2 separate regions of the Triticum aestivum genome follow, and region 2 is linked to region 1. Evidence: chromatin contacts called from public Hi-C data. All regions are on one chromosome and are shown on one strand. The core of a region is the stretch at or near the end of the contact, and the rest is flanking DNA. Distances in the headings are between cores, read along the strand shown.

Region 1 (3,609 bases), core at 7-2,506:
TTGCCCTCATATATACCCTATTTAGTCGCACCTAATGACGGTCCGTTGTCTCGTGCTTGTAATACTCCTCCATCATAATGATTACGTCTTCATGCGTCCATGATTTTCTCCCGCAAAGGTTTTCATGTAAAAATCCATGTCTCGTGTCTTGTTTATTCTCGTTTTATCTAACAGTGTGGCCTTTAGTTTTTTCTTTAGTGTTTTAAAGCCACCTAACAAGGAAGCTAGCGCTGTTACAAAAGGACCCATGCAAAAATTAGTCAATTTACGAGCCATCAAACATAGACTGAGGTGGCAACCACGTGGTCGTTTTTTCTTCCAAATCTGTTTTAGTCTTATCTATATCTATATCTATATACCAATATAAAAAGAGTGAGTTGCAGAGATCCAATAAATCTCATCCGTTCAACCACATCTATCCAACGGTATACGTCACTCCGGTTTTTAGCACTAAACACATTTAAGCACCCTCCACTAATTAACCAAGTAATTATATCCTACCTAATATTAATATGTAGTTTATATCTTGCCTAATATTAATAAGCAATGTAATTATTATCTTGACTAATATTAACATGCATTGCACATTAGTTTGATTAAATTAACGAGTTTATGTTCTAAATTGATCAATTTCTGAGTTGTTGGACTAAAGCATGCAACCAGTTTCAGTTAATGGAGTAGCAGCGTATTTCACTCCCAAATTTATAATAGACTACTAGAGCTGCTTTGAGGGCACCCAATTCTACACCTAATTAGTGCGGTATACATTAACTAACACCGATTACATGAAATGGCAGCATAAGCATAAAACCAAGTTTTGCACTGAATTTAAAAGCCCACAATGACCAGAGCCGCCGGAAAGAAAATCCGCCGCACTACTGGTCGGCACTCCCTATGTAAGGAAATATAAAGTAGTGATCTAAAAGCTTATGTTTCTTTACGGAAGGAGTACTTGCGTGTCAAAATCTTTTTTTTATTTTATATTTTGAAACAAGCAATTGTTTTTTAACAGGCTGCTAAAATGTTCGGCAGGGGAGTTCACGGTCGGAGGCCCGTGGACCGTGGTGGGTCCGACACACACACGGTCGCTCATCCAGATCTCGTCACATGAAAATGCAGCGGGCGCTCTTTGGTTTGTCACGGGAAAGCTTTTTTTTTTTTTTGAGGGATTTGTCACGGGAAAGCTACAGATATCTACCCATTGGTACGTACCGTTCACCAGCTTTTGTCTTGCACTCGTTAGAATTCCCCGCACCATGGTTATATTTGTTCTTCTTTGGCGAGAAACACAAGGTGACATGACACGCGGGAGTAGGTTGGTTCCTTCACAGTTCACACAGAGCGAACGTACGTACGTACGTACATGCGCCATCTTCTTTTGGTTTCTTCGACCTCAAGGAAAGGAAAGGAAAGGAGGGCAATACAGCACAGGTCGATGAACCCCAAAGCCGCTACCATCTTTACACGAGTGCGCCCCTGCTTTTCTTTCACTTATAATCAGTGGGAGTTGTAAAGCAAAGGAGGAGGAGGATAATGCCTAGCCAAGGAAGGGAGCCCAACCTAGCAAGATATTCCTGACCGAACAACTTGGTCACGATTGCACACGTTCACAGAAAATATTGGTACTCCTTATTTCACAAGTGTAGACTAGTCTCATTTCATGCATCTAGCCTTAGTTTTTTTCATTCACAGAAGAAATTTTCATCTATTTTGGCGTTTTAATTCGGCAGACAAGCTGATCCGGATACAGCTCACCAAAATCCAACCAAGAAAAAAGAAAACGAGCTGGTGGTACTAGTAGTACTAAATTCCAGTGCTACTCTAGGCACAGACACCCGGCCGAAAGAAACCAACAAGCGTGTGCCGGACCAGGAAGGAAGAGAGGCACCTCACCAACCAAGAGAAATCTCCTCGCCTCAACCAAGACTCGACTTGCTGGCTGGCCTCGGCCACTTCGATCTCTCCACCTCTCGAGTAGGGTATAGGAGTACCAGGGGTGGCGGGGCCGAATGGTGGTCTCCGTGAGCGCGGGCGGTGGGGTGGCGGACGGGTTGCCGACTCTGGGTTCGGCCTCCTCTGCCCGTTCTTGGCCCGCTTGATGATGCCCAGGTGAGCATGGTTGATAAGATATAAGATGCCTGTAGTTTTCAGGCTGTGTGTGAGAGTGCAGGCGAGTTGCTTGTGTGTTTGCCTACCAAGGCTCGCATCAAAAAGATACGTGCTGCGTGACTCACATGGTGCTCCCATGGAAGGCACCGGAGCTATTTGCCCCAGATTTAGTCAGTGTTAATGTGTTCAGGGTGTTTACTCGAAGTAGATGAGCCGAGTTAATAGTTTCTTTTTGATGAAACCGAGTTAATAGTTTCTTGGTACTCTTGGATGAATGTCGCTCATAATTGAACCCAAGCTGCTAGTCTTTATCACCCTCTATCTATAAACTGGACTTCCCCATCTCTGCTTCCAGTCTGTGCCCTATGAAAGTTGGATCGTCTCTTCTTTCTTGATCATGATATATAGAGTTTTTGTGTGTTCTTTTGATTTGTCAATGTATTGTCAGTACCCTGGGAAACATCACGTACTCAAGGTTGCTTCATAAAATGAGTATGATATGTTTGAGCTTTGGAGCTAATGTTAATGGACCCGAGTATCCAGCGAACGTCAGATTTTTAGGCATTTTCATGGCAAGTTGTGTAACTTGTGTTTGCAGAGGATGGCAAGTCTAGTTGGCGAGCATGGCAAATCCGCCTCGGTTCATTTTTTTTCCAGGAAATTGCCATGCTTGCAAACTAAATTTGCCATCCTTGCACCAGTATAAATTGCCATGAAAAATGTTTGATTTGCCATGCCTATAAATCCGGCGTCAGATTTTTAGCATTTGCGATGTTAATTGCACTCAGAGACCAATCAATTGCTTATAACGGCTGTTTGTCTTATACATTATGAATAAATTGGTCGTTTGGACTTCCTGAATTCTGTAGATAATCTTCTTTTAACATTCTTATCGATGTTGAATTAGGTTTTTATGTTGCTGGTCTGGTCTATGAGCTGCAAGTGACTGTCCAGTTGTCGGTCAGGTAAACAATCTGTAACTCGGTGTTTAATTCTCGTATAATGCTATAATCATTGAAGGCAGGGATCTCTACATGATCTTGTGCTATTTTGTTACATTTTAGTGAAGAGATTATGTTAGTACTGTATTCAATTTTTTTCTGGAGTGCCATCAGCACTTCTTGGTTTCTAGTAAAGCCATTCTTGTGTGATTTACTTGAATAACCTTTATGTAACTAGCCATTTAATTCTCTTTTTGGTAACCTTGATAATGGCTTTATGTGTTGTTACCAATTTATTATTCAATCTCTTTATTTGTTTATGTCTAAAAATATCACCGCAGTCCTATTATTTCTGAAGATGTGCAGCAAGGATGACCTAATGCTGAAGTGTGTCCTGGTTGCAGGGAAATCAAAATGTCAACAAGTGAAAACTTACGGGTGGAGTTATTGTCCAGGACCCCGCCTTTTGGTTTGAGACTATGGGTTGTGCTTGGCATAAGCATTTGGGCTGCAATTCTGTTTGTCCTAGGCCTCATATGCTTCCTGTTGGTATACTGGA
Region 2 (3,362 bases), core at 274-2,773, 290 kb after region 1:
TATTGCAATTAATGCATTGGTAAACATACTTTTTTAGGAAAACAAGAGCATTAATTGGGTGCTTTTGCAAACTATAAAAAGTATTTCACCACTCACCATCTACCTTGGTTGGTGAGATTTTTGAACTAAGCCTTATAAACCGGAAAGAAGGGAGTAGTAGCATAACATTAATTATATTACGTTATCTATCTATGTTACTATAACTATCTCTCTCCTTTAATTGACTGCCACATAATCATGTTTGTGAGTCTCAAGTACATGTTACTACTTATGTTACCCTAATATGGCCAGCCTTACAAGACAGGCAAGAATACACCTACAAACCTACTACGGATCGGAGGGCCACTGAATTGTCTGCAAGCGTACCAGCAGTACCACTTGATTGACTGGGGACATCGGCGGTACGTTTCAAAGGGCAGCCGGAGCTCATCATATTTTCTTGTACATATATATAGTGCACACAGTATACACGCTGACACATAGGTAGATAATTGGATTGTTAAAACGCTACGCACATAGCCAAACTGTTGGTTGCAATCATCTTTTGGGCGTCGCCAACGGTACACGGCTCTTTGCATGCTCACTTAGATAATAATACTCTCTCTGATACAACAGCTCTAATACAACTTTGATATGTAGTATTAATATTCCTATAGTGTAGTGATATCATCTAAAAACAATCTACCTGGGTCCTCATCTCATGTTTTCATTTTCTTCCAGTCGAATGGCCAAGGCAAAAACGTTTTGCACCTACATAAGCAGTGGCGGAGCTAGACCAGGAAGATTGTGTGTGTGTGGGGGGGGGGGGCAAAGAGAAAAAACAGTGGAAAACATCTCTATTTTTTAATCTAAATCTCTCTATAAAAAAAATTCTTCACTAAATTTGCCAAGATTGGGGGGCCATGGCACCTGCAGGATGCACATAGCTCCGCCAGTGTACATAAGAGTATACGTAAAAAGGGTTTTAACCCATTGACTTGTCACCTTTTACTAGTTTTAACCCATAGCATCCGTTCGTCGATAGCACCACTGCTCTCACATCACATCGCAATGGAAAGTACAACACACAATAAACACAAAAAGACATGTAAGTCCCTATACAAGGTAGCCCCTACGGGTTGCTGCATCCATCCAAGGGAAGAAAAGCCTGTAAAAAGGCTGGGAAATTTTCCGCCAAACTGCAGCAAAAGTTCAGAAATCAGATCAACCCTGTAGTAGGAGTAGGAACGAGGCGACGGCGATGGCCCACCAGGACCATGTCAGCGCCCTGCTCGTGCACCGGGACCACGCCGGGGCCGTGCACTGCCTGACACTGTCGCGTGGTCCCCACCTGGAAGCTGGGACCGCCTGCTCACGAGACAGCACCCTGAGCCGCATTCAATCCTGCGAGACTCCTCGGCCGTCCGATCCCAATCAGATGGCCGGCGATGGCGACCGGTTTTCAAACGCGTCGCATTTGAGTGGCAGCGCCGTTAATGCGACCAAGCCTGGAGGGTAGAACGGGTAGGCTACTCCTGGACGGCGAACGACGGTACCACTAGTAGGAACTGAAGCCTGAAGAGGTTAGCGTCACGCACAGCAATGGAGGTTTAATTGCTTGCGCTCCTTGGCTCTTTAATGGCCACCGCCTCCACCCGCCCCCGCTCCCACACGTACGGCACTATAGCGCCCTAGGTTTCGCATCGTACCCAGGTCAGGTCGTAGGAGGGGCGGCAGCGCGCGAGGCGGAGCTTCCTCTTCGTCGTCTTCTCCGGCGGCGGGCCGGGCGCTCCTCGTCTTATCTTCTCGATGGGTCTCTTCTCTTTCCCCATTTTGATTGAGCTGTCGTTTTCGTTTTTTGAATAGCTTCGATTCGCGTCGGTTCAGATGCCCCCGAAGTCCGCCCTGGAATGGCGGGCAAGTTTCCCGGGTATTTGAGAAGAGTAGGTGTTCGTTTATGGAAGGCAATGCGAGTCAAATATCGCGTCGGAGATCTGCTTTTGCATATGGAATGGGGAAATTTCCGTAGAAATTGACTCCATTTTGTCCCACTCGTGGTCGTGGAGGCCAATTTCGAGGCGGAGAGCGCGGCGAGATCTGTGCGAAGATTCGAACGATTTTTCAATGATTTGGGGATTCCTACGGCGTGCTGGGAATCGTGTAGGCTGGGAGGACGAGGCGGCACTGTGCAATCTGACCGGTTTGGCGCAACGGGGAGGCGGGGTCACCTCGTCGTCTCATCCCAGACAGCGAGAGCGAGCTGGAGCTGGAGCTGGGCTCTCTCCCCTTCCCCGTCTCCCTATTCCGGCTACAGTGGCGGCGAGGACATCCATTCACAGGCGGCAGTGGTGCCCGCTCTGCGGCCAGCCATAAAGTGGGCGATCTTTCTCTCAATCCGCAGCAGCTTGGTCGTCGAGAATCCGGGACCCAGCTGAGGAGGAAAGGCCGTCTCCTTTTTACTGCCTTGCCGCCATCTTTACTGGTCTTTGGCTGCCTTTTGGTTCTGTGAACAGAGTTCGGTGTCCAACGCCGCTGGCAACTGTCAGTAGCTCCTCCTATCTCATTTGCATTTAAGCACTTGGGGCTGGTTGTTGCGTTGTTTGTACTAGGCATTACTACTCCTACTTGTTTGCTTCTTGGGTTTGGCCAGCACTTCCGTGGTTCGGCTGTTTAGAGGGAGCTTCTTGATTTGTAGGCATCGCCGGAGAGGAGGTGATGGCGAGCTCTATCAAGCAGCAGCAGCTGCTGTTGCAGCAGAGGAAGGGGAAGGCCGTCGCCGACAAGGGCGCACCGGCTGCTGCTGCCGAGGAGAAGGTGGTGGTGGCGGTGCGTGCTGCCATTAGGGAGATCTCCAAGACAGCCATCGTCTGGGCTTTGACGCACGTCGTGCAGCCCGGCGGCAACATCATACTCCTCGTTGTCATCCCGGCACAGAGCTCTGGTATTGTTTCCTTTCCTTGCAATCCTGTCCGTCCTTCGCAAATGCAGTTTTCTACTTTTGTTGTACTGCGGTGTTGTTTTGGGGGCTTAGCTATAATAGTGCATCCTATATGCACATTAGTTGCACAGCTAAATGCATATATGGGTTGCCATCATTGGTCTCTAAACTCTTCTGTTACCATGATCACTGAAGTTGCTGCACTTTGTCCAGTACCTTCCACGAGTTCTGGGTTGAGTTTTGAATTTTGTGGTAGTGGCCTTAATGCACTATGGTTTCCCTCTTTCAGGCAGGAAGTTCTGGGGCTTTCCTCTATTTGCGGGAGATTGCGCAAGTGGCCATAAGACCATGTTGGATCAGAAGTCAGATGTCTCAGAGCTGTGTTCGCAAATGATGCTCAAACTTCATGATGTTTATGATGCAAGCAAGGTTTGTACATGCTTCT

Evidence for each region. Hi-C and Micro-C count contacts between places; a contact is called where the count stands out from the background.
Region 2: a Hi-C map of leaf shows a contact between it and region 1, with 2.4 times the contacts expected there. The contact joins the promoter of LOC123078518 here to the promoter of LOC123078517 in region 1. A contact is called at or near these places in 2 of 5 Hi-C or Micro-C datasets (both in leaf).

Annotation. Positions count from the first base shown.
Region 1 is chr3D:296,626,847-296,630,455 of IWGSC CS RefSeq v2.1, forward strand. LOC123078517 (probable receptor-like protein kinase At2g42960) reads left to right here and starts at 1,257. Exons shown (of 9, transcript XM_044501053.1): 1 at 1,257-1,347; 2 at 3,017-3,074; 3 at 3,455-3,609. The coding sequence starts at 1,257.
Region 2 is chr3D:296,919,475-296,922,836 of IWGSC CS RefSeq v2.1, forward strand. LOC123078518 (inactive protein kinase SELMODRAFT_444075) reads left to right here and starts at 1,524. Exons shown (of 10, transcript XM_044501054.1): 1 at 1,524-1,792; 2 at 2,675-2,920; 3 at 3,207-3,346. The coding sequence starts at 1,789.